2 separate regions of the Cydia pomonella genome follow, and region 2 is linked to region 1. A link is a contact called in public Hi-C data. All regions are on one chromosome and are shown on one strand. The core of a region is the stretch at or near the end of the contact, and the rest is flanking DNA. Distances in the headings are between cores, read along the strand shown.

What was found. Hi-C and Micro-C count contacts between places; a contact is called where the count stands out from the background.
Region 2: a Hi-C map of whole body shows a contact between it and region 1, with 4 times the contacts expected there. The contact joins the promoter of LOC133528111 here to the promoter of LOC133528330 in region 1. A contact is called at or near these places in 2 of 2 Hi-C or Micro-C datasets (both in whole body).

Annotation. Positions count from the first base shown.
Region 1 is chr19:980,490-984,499 of ilCydPomo1, forward strand. It overlaps LOC133528330 (AMP deaminase 2-like), which reads left to right and starts at 2,134. Exons shown (of 16, transcript XM_061865682.1): 1 at 2,134-2,419. The coding sequence starts at 2,379. It overlaps LOC133528329 (AMP deaminase 2-like), which reads left to right. Exons shown (of 17, transcript XM_061865678.1): 17 at 446-1,390.
Region 2 is chr19:1,182,758-1,187,343 of ilCydPomo1, forward strand. LOC133528111 (radial spoke head protein 6 homolog A) reads right to left here and starts at 1,907. Exons shown (of 13, transcript XM_061865335.1): 1 at 1,642-1,907; 2 at 1,243-1,432; 3 at 714-839. The coding sequence starts at 1,772. It overlaps LOC133528112 (mitochondrial GTPase 1), which reads left to right and starts at 2,084. Exons shown (of 4, transcript XM_061865336.1): 1 at 2,084-2,686; 2 at 3,178-3,386. The coding sequence starts at 2,283.

The sequences.
Region 1 (4,010 bases), core at 884-3,383:
CCCGATAAGTGCACATTTGGAAGCTCGACGCCACGCTGATGTAGGGCGGTTTCAGACTAGCGTTTTATACGCGCTATAATTTTCATTAGGGACTGCCCCATTTAGCGGAAATGGGTACGATCGCATGCTTAAGTAGCAAGTGTCCCAGAAAGAGGCAGATACCTCAATTAGATTTAAGATATTTTTTAATGATATGGACTGTAACGTCTGCAATAAAGTGATTTTATTTTATTTATTTATAATAGATCAAATGTAGCAAAACATAGCACACGTGTAAGCACATAACGCCTTAAAGACCGTTCACGTGCAGAAAAAAAACGCTGGTATTGAAACCGCTCGTACGCTTCGCCGAACACGCTACAGGACAGTCACCACTGAGACCGTACACTTATACAAGCGGTTATTTAAAGATGAGATGAGTGTTCTAACACGTGCAATGTTTCAGGTTCGTTACGCACTGGGGCGAGACTGGGTGCCCCCGCCCGCGCCCACCACTCCGCAGCCGCCCAACATCCACGCGCCCATCGTGAGCCTGAAGAGACCATCGCTAGTGTAAAGATTTGCATCATAATCGTATAATAATTCTACACTACCTAATGTATATTACTGTAGAATTATAAAGCCTTATGCAGTTGCAGATATCACACAACATAGACGCAGTGGCATAGCTAGGCGTGGGCGAATGGGGTCTCTCGCTCACGGCCTCGTACTCGCCAAGCCAACTTTTTTATTACTTTGGAAAAAACACATTTAAAAGGCCTCGCAGATGTGGTTTCACCCACGGCTAGATTATTTCACGCTACGCCACTGCCACTTCATAGATGAGTAATCCAACGCCCCTCCGGCGTGTGAACGAGACAGATATGCACGTACTTATGCAGCGATGTCTCACACGCCGCATCAGACCGGCGTGCGTTCAATGTGTAGACCGCCTTATAGAAGACAAAACTGAGGATCTACCGCGACAATTAAAAATTAGTTTTTAGCCTATACTTATAACTTACATATTCGGGCGATAGAGAGGCAATTAGACCAGAAGTGCTTCGCGGTAGGCCGTCTGGGCGGTTCAATATGCTGCACATCAAAATATGGTTTATTCCCAGTGAGTTCATTGTTATGGTATGGCTACAAATATTTTGAGTTAGGTATATAGGCTTATTATAAAATTTGAAGGTAACTAACTTCAAGCAATTAGGTATCTTATTAGTTTAATAGAGTATTAAGCGAAGCTAATATAATTATACATAATGGGATATATAGATATTACGATGTTGTAGATTTGCATATGTATATATGTATTTTGTATTGTAACAATTTACTGTACTGTACTGTACTGTGGACAATTTAAATTACATAATATATATAATAAATAAGTATATTGTTAATCCAATTTGTATTTTATTTTAATTACATTTTATTTGTTAGTTTTGGTACCTACTTCCGTTACGCGCCTTGTGCAAATCATGGTTTTTAGCTTATTGATACCAATCCTATCACATCAATATCACATAGTATCAAATCCTATGCACCTCGCCGTGCGCAAAAGACTCCTTCTATAGATTTGATTGCTTACATTATTTTTCTGATGTCAGCGTCATCTGGTGTTGACAAGATGTAGTTAAGTTTCTAATTCCGTCGTAAGATGTTGCTAATAAAGTTATTTCGGCATTTCATCGCTAGATGTCAGTTCCACTAATGATTTCTACGCCATCTAGTAGCCAATAGCGTAACTAAAGTTTTAATTCCTAGCTTGGGTGTCAAGGTAGTTTGAATTTTTATCTCTAGATGGCAGCACAAAATTTAATTTTAACGCCATCTGCGGGGCAATAGATAATACTCTACCCTAGATTACTTAGTTATTCTATTCACTACTAGATGCCAGTGTTTAATGTCGTTCAATAAAATAAATTGTATCAGTATATAAAATTGAATATGGGGCATGGGCATTTTCACTTAACTGTGTACCATTAATTAACAGCCGGTTAGCATTGTCACAAAACCCCATAGTTTAAGTCGCGCTTTAAATTACAAGTTAAAATGAAAATGCCTATATACCCATATATTTATAAAACAAAAAAAAGAACTCATCAAAACGTTACACACAGACGAACACAAGAGATTCTAATAATATTAACGTTGTAATAAATTTCCGTTATAATAAATTCGTTTGTTTTTGTTATGGAGTAAAATAAGAATGCAACCTCCATACCGCGTAAGCAACCGTTATACAACAGCAAAACTTTTTGTTAAACCGCCGTCAGTGCCAAATAACATTGAATTTGTCAACATAACCTATAATATGTAAACATTTCAATTCATTAAGATAATGGGATAAATTAAATAAAAGTATAGTATTTGACCTCTAAAACAGTAAAATCATGATTGGCAAGCAGCATTTGACTGGAGATCGTTCACCAAGGTATTGATTGCACTTCTCAGTCCAAAAATACTTAAGGTCCACCGCGGGATAAATGCAACTAAAGTATGGGGTCTAGTGAACCGTTATTTTTTACTTTGAAATAAAATGTAACAGAGGGCGTTCCGATTACCTGTATTCGAGGATTAAATAATAGACCATTAATCCAGAGTTGTAGGTATTTATCCCGGTTGACCTTATTCCATACACACTTATAGGGAGCGTGCATGAACTGTAGGAGGCCCAGGAGGCAAAGGAGCCGTCAGATTATTGGCGCGAGGCGTAAATGTGATGTTTTTTTGTTCCGATGTAGCCCGCAAGATGGCAGAGCCTACTATGCACAAGAAAACACGTGACGTGTACATGTTTATAGTTTCGATTCAGGCCACAAGATGGCAGACCCTCCAACGCGCACGGACCCTATACAGTTACACAAAGGCAAAACTATATAGGGCGGCAAAGCGGGTAAAATACTACGGGCCCCCGGCCTGAGAGGGGACTCAATTTTACCGAGAGACCGTGAGCATAGGCCCCCATTTGATAATTTTGCCTCAGACCTCTGTTGTAGTTACACCACTGCCCAAATAAATACTCCTCTTTTGTTAGCCTTTGTAAATTCGTTTAGTTAATATCTGAGGCACATAAATATTGAAGATTGTTTGATAATCAGCATACCAACTTACCAAGTCACGTGGCTTATTTATCTACATAACACATGTTTTAAATGACTGATACTGACGCAATGTGTGCAAGTTAGGTACGGAGAGATTTCTAAAAGTTCGAAAAAATACTCAATCATTTCCGTTTTTAGGGTTCCGTAGCCAAATGGCATAAAACGGAACCCTTATAGTTTCGCCATGTCCGTCTGTCTGTCTGTCTGTCTGTCCGAGGCTTTGCTCCGTGGTCGTTAGTGCTAGAAAGCTGAAATTTGGCATGGATATATAAATCAATAAAGCCGACAAAGTCGTACAATAAAATCTAAAAAAATATTTTTTTAGGGTACCTCCCCTACACGTAAAGTGGGGGTGAAATTTTTTTTTCGCTTCAACCCTAGAGTGTGGGGTATCGTTGGAAAGGTCTTTCAAAACGAATAGGGGTTTTCAAGAAACATTTGATAAAGTGAATATATTCGGAGATAATCGCTCCGAAAGAAAAAAAAAATGTGTCCCCCCCCCCCTCTAACTTTTGAACCATAGGTCCAAAAAATATGAAAAAAATCGTGGAAGTAGAGCTTAAGAAAGACATTAAATGAAAACTATAGCGGACATGATCAGTTTAGCTGTTTTTGAGTTATCGCAAAAAGTTTTCCCTTCATAGTAAAAAGACTTATTTTAATTAGGTACTGATTATGCAAATTTGCCTATTTGTTTAACTCAGGTGAAAGGTACCGTTTCATCCCTTGGTTAACAGTTTACTATACTTTAAGCTCCAGTTTAGCTTATTGTGACGGAAGAGTAACTACGGAACCCTACACTGAGCGTGGCCCGACATGCTCTTGGCCGGTTATTTTTACCTTTTTTTAGGAAATGAAATTTTTTGTACCTAATACAGGTAGATGCAGGGCGGGAGGTCACTTCTTTGCAGCTGATTGTGT
Region 2 (4,586 bases), core at 657-3,156, 200 kb after region 1:
TTTTTTTTACTACTAGATGGCAGCACAACTATTTCCTTATGCGCTAGCTATTGACTATTGTTTCACTACATTACAGTAAGCAAATTAGTTTGAACTCTCACTAATAGATGTCTTTATCAAATCTTTTTCGACTACTCACCGCTAGATGTCAGCATAAAAATGTATTTTAACGCCATCTGTTAGTCAATAGACAAATGAAGTAAATTTGTTTCACCATTTGATGGCAGTAATTATATTAGTTCAACGTATGGCCACTAGATGGTTCTAATAAATATAGTTCAAATGTTTGTAACTTGTAAAATGTTTGTTACTGTGGGACTTAGTCAATTTGTGTAATAATGTCCTATAATATTTATTTTTATTTATTATTATTATTTAACTACCACTAGAAGTCAGTGTGCTATTTATTCGTTTTAGAATAAATGTATTTTGGCTTTTCAACACATCTAGATCGGCGCGAGCTTAAGGCTATGTTTCCACCAGAGATATGGGAGGATGCGTAGCGAGAGATGTGTTTGACCAATAATAAGAGATGTGTTTGAGAAATAATATAATCACTTCATTTACCTATCCTCGCTTAACGCAGCTCTAGTTAGTGGACAATGACCTATTGGTTCTAAATAATCAATTTATTTGTATACTAATAATACTAGCCCGCAGTAATGAAATAATACTTACGTCTTTCTTATTGCAACGATAATTATTATACTTACCTCTCGGAAATAATAATTGTGCTCGACGAGATCTGCTATACGAGCTTTATTGCCCTCCTCTTCCAAATCCAACTCCTGTTCCTCCTCGTCCATCCCATCCATCTTTTCGCACTTGCTAGCCACCAGCTGAAGGAGAAACTAAGACTAGAAGACGGTAACTGACGACCAGGAGTCATAAAATGTCACGTTTCCAAGTAAAAAGTCCCACTTTGTAGCTTGCCATAAAGACGCTTTGACAAGTTTTTCGTATGTGTTTATACGAAAACCTTGTCAAAGCGTCTTTATGGCAAGCTAGAAAATAAAGTGGGACCTTTGACTAGACTTCGACACAAATATACTTTGTACTTGTGTAATTCGAAAAATGTCCAATGCTGGCTTGCCAGAGTTTACACTCAACTTCATAAAGTATTCGTTGTGAATTCATTTTTTAACTAAGCCAGTCCGTCAGTTCGCGCGGACATCCCCGCATGTAGCTCCCATCTCCGATTGTTTGATCTTAGACTAGTAAATACTAAAGCAGTATTTATACCCGGTACATCTCCTCTTGCAACCGCACGGTGGCAAGTTGCGGCGGTGCGAGATACACGTCATTCAGCAGATCGAAGTTTGGCCGAAACTTGTCCAGTTTTACCCCCCACGAATACTGTTCAAAGTTGTCCACGACGTCCGGAGGCTTTGTGGTCAGGATCTTGTGCACAAGATCCACCATGTGATCATATCTGAGAAAGTAGGATATCTATTCAGGCGGAAGGTAAACGGTATCTTTAAGATTTAAGTAAACAGTGCAGTGCAGCCCTTACAGCGCGTGTGAATTTATAGTTCCATGGGCTCTTAGCAAACCGCTTATATACAGTACAGGCCTTGTTGACTGGCTAAACATAGGAATAGACTGATCAAAACCAGAGCACCTATCTTATCAGATACTTACAACGAGTCTCCCGTAGCTGCACTCTGTTGTTTGAGGAAGTTCTTAGCTAGAATAAGGTCATTGTTAAGATCTGGGAGTATATTTTCTGTGGCAGCTATCAGCTCCGGCTCGCACATGTAAGGCTGAGTCATATTTGAATTGTTATTAAAATAGCTTTAATAGTTAAAAGTACAACCCTTATCCTATTATTTCATCAAGAAATACATTTGAATTATAATAACAACTGTCTGAAAAATTATCAATGAAATTCAATAATACAAGCATAGAAATGTGCCACGGATGACGGTTAAATTATTTGTTTAAGTGTTTCAAATCAAAAATAAGGCGGTTTAAATACGTGAATGAAAAAGACGAGGTTGATGTCGAACCTTCACTGTAGTACAAGAAGTTGTCCCATTCTGGTAAGTTTCCGATCAACCCCCCGAAAGCAGCTGATTGTCAATGTCAAATACATATGAATGAACTTCTTAATTTTGGCACGAGTTTCGCGATATTTTTACCATTTACGTACAGTGTATATGTTTAAACTTACGTAACTAGTTTAAATTATCTTAAACAGCGAACTACGTATATGTAATGATTACTTGATTCCAAACTGTGTTCAACAAATCGACATAACCTCAAAACCAAAACAAATCGAAATGGCAACAAAATTCAACCCCGCGGCGTACAATTTTCGCAAAAAATGCCCTTTCGTGAGCAAGGACCTGCTCCGCTGGTTCCCGGGTCACATGAACAAGGGCTTAAAACAAATGCAGAGAAAGTTAAAGTCCGTCGATTGCGTGATTGAAGTTCACGACGCAAGAATACCCTTTACTGGCAGAAATCCCATATTTACGAATACTTTAACAGGTGCAAAGCCTCACATACTAGTTCTTAATAAGAAAGACTTAACTATAAGTTCATTAATACCGCGGATAAAGGAGCAGCTGAAGGCAGAAGAGGGAGTGCAAAATATAGTGTTTACAAACAGTAAAGACCAAGGTTGTCGCGGATTGAAGACCTTAAGGCCCCTGATGGTTGACCTTATTAAAGACTCGAATAGGTAATTATGTATTTTTTATATATTACTTATCAAAAAAAGGCTTTTATAAAAAAAATTCAGAACATCCCACTATAATTTGTTTTTTTAGCATGAGTAAGAAGGTAGGCGATTTTGTCATGTCTTTTTATTGAAAAAAACTTTTGAAAAATAAGTCACGGCAAATATGTATCATACTTACAAAATTTTACAGTATGGTCATGTTGAGAGTTCCCATGGCCACCGCCACTGGCTGTATCCATTATTAGATCAGCTCCATGCTATTGCATTGTCTTCCGATTTACATATGTATGCAAAACTTCAGCTCAATCTGAAATTGGGAACCAATCAAATTTAGCTTCCACGATTTGACCCACACCATTAACTAACAGGGCAAGTTAAGTAAAAGCTTGTAAAATTTTATTTACCATACTTTTCCCACTAATCCCCTCATTAACTTTACATATAGTTAAGACTACCAAACCAAATACATAATGTTAATGATTGTTTACTAGGTATAACAGAAGCGAAGAGTCCGACTACAATGTAATGATCATCGGGGTCCCAAACGTGGGTAAATCATCGTTGATCAACATGCTCCGCTCCAGGAACATGGGCATCGGGCATGCGTTGCCAGTCGGTGCGGTGGCTGGGGTCACCCGCAGTGTCTTGATGAAGATCAGGATCAACAATAATCCCAATATATTCATGTTGGATACGCCTGGTGAGTCACAATATATATATATATTTTTTTTTATTTTTTTTTAGAAACAAACTGTCATTCATTAACATTAATCAGTGGATTAAGCAGCAGTAAATAGACCTATAGTTTCCTTAATTTACATATCAAAATACGTGGATTAACATCTAAAAACAAAAGTGAACTTCTAAGTCATGTGGAATTTAAGCTAAATAACAAGCAAAGATGTATATATCTTAATTATGAGAAAAACATGCTTGGTATTTCTTTATATAATATATAAGCATTCACATAACATACAATACAATACAAATACTCTTTATTGCACACCTCAATACAGAAACAGTACAAATAATACAACACATAAAGAAGAGGTAAACAACAGGCGGTCTTATCGCTAGTTTCAAGTTTCAAGTTTCTTTATTTGGCCAAGTAACAACAGAACGTTACATCTAGCATGTCAAAATACAGGTCATTGCTAAAACTAATCATGCAATGTCTTATTAGGTATATAGGTAGACAAAATTATATAAATCAAAATATATTAAATGGTAAATGATCAAATACATCAATATAATACAGTATAAAAGCACCTACGCTTAGAATTATTTTACATAATAAAATCATAATTTTTCATTTTATCTGTAAATTCATTAATTGAGTAAAATGGATTTAATTGGAAGAAACGTTTAAGTTTATTTTTAAATTGTATGCATGTTAAATTAGTTATGTGTAGAGGCAATAGATTGTAAAGGGTAACTTTTAGGGAGATACCTTGCTTAAATGTTTTAACTAGCTTAGTCGAAGGAACGCATAGTTTATCCTTATTACGCGTATTATATGTATGAATGTCCTTCCGTGTTTTAAAATCATTTTTGCTTTTGTGGATTTCTAACAGGCTATTAAATATAAATAATGAAACTACTATCATGATTCTACTTTTTATAAATAAATCTCTGGCTGTACTGCCTTTGCGTAAGCTAAATATAATTCTTACAGCTCGTTTTTGTGATATAAGAATTCTTTGTATTCCAACCGCATTGCCCCAAGTAGTTACGGCATAATTTAGATGAGCGTGAACCAGTGCGTAGTAAGCCGATAAAAGTGTTTTACGATTTATTAAGGGCCTCAGTTTTAATAGCGCGTAATTACCAGAAAAAGCTAAAAAGCGATCTCTTCCAGACAACCTTTAGGTAGCGGAATTAAAAAAATAAATAAATATAT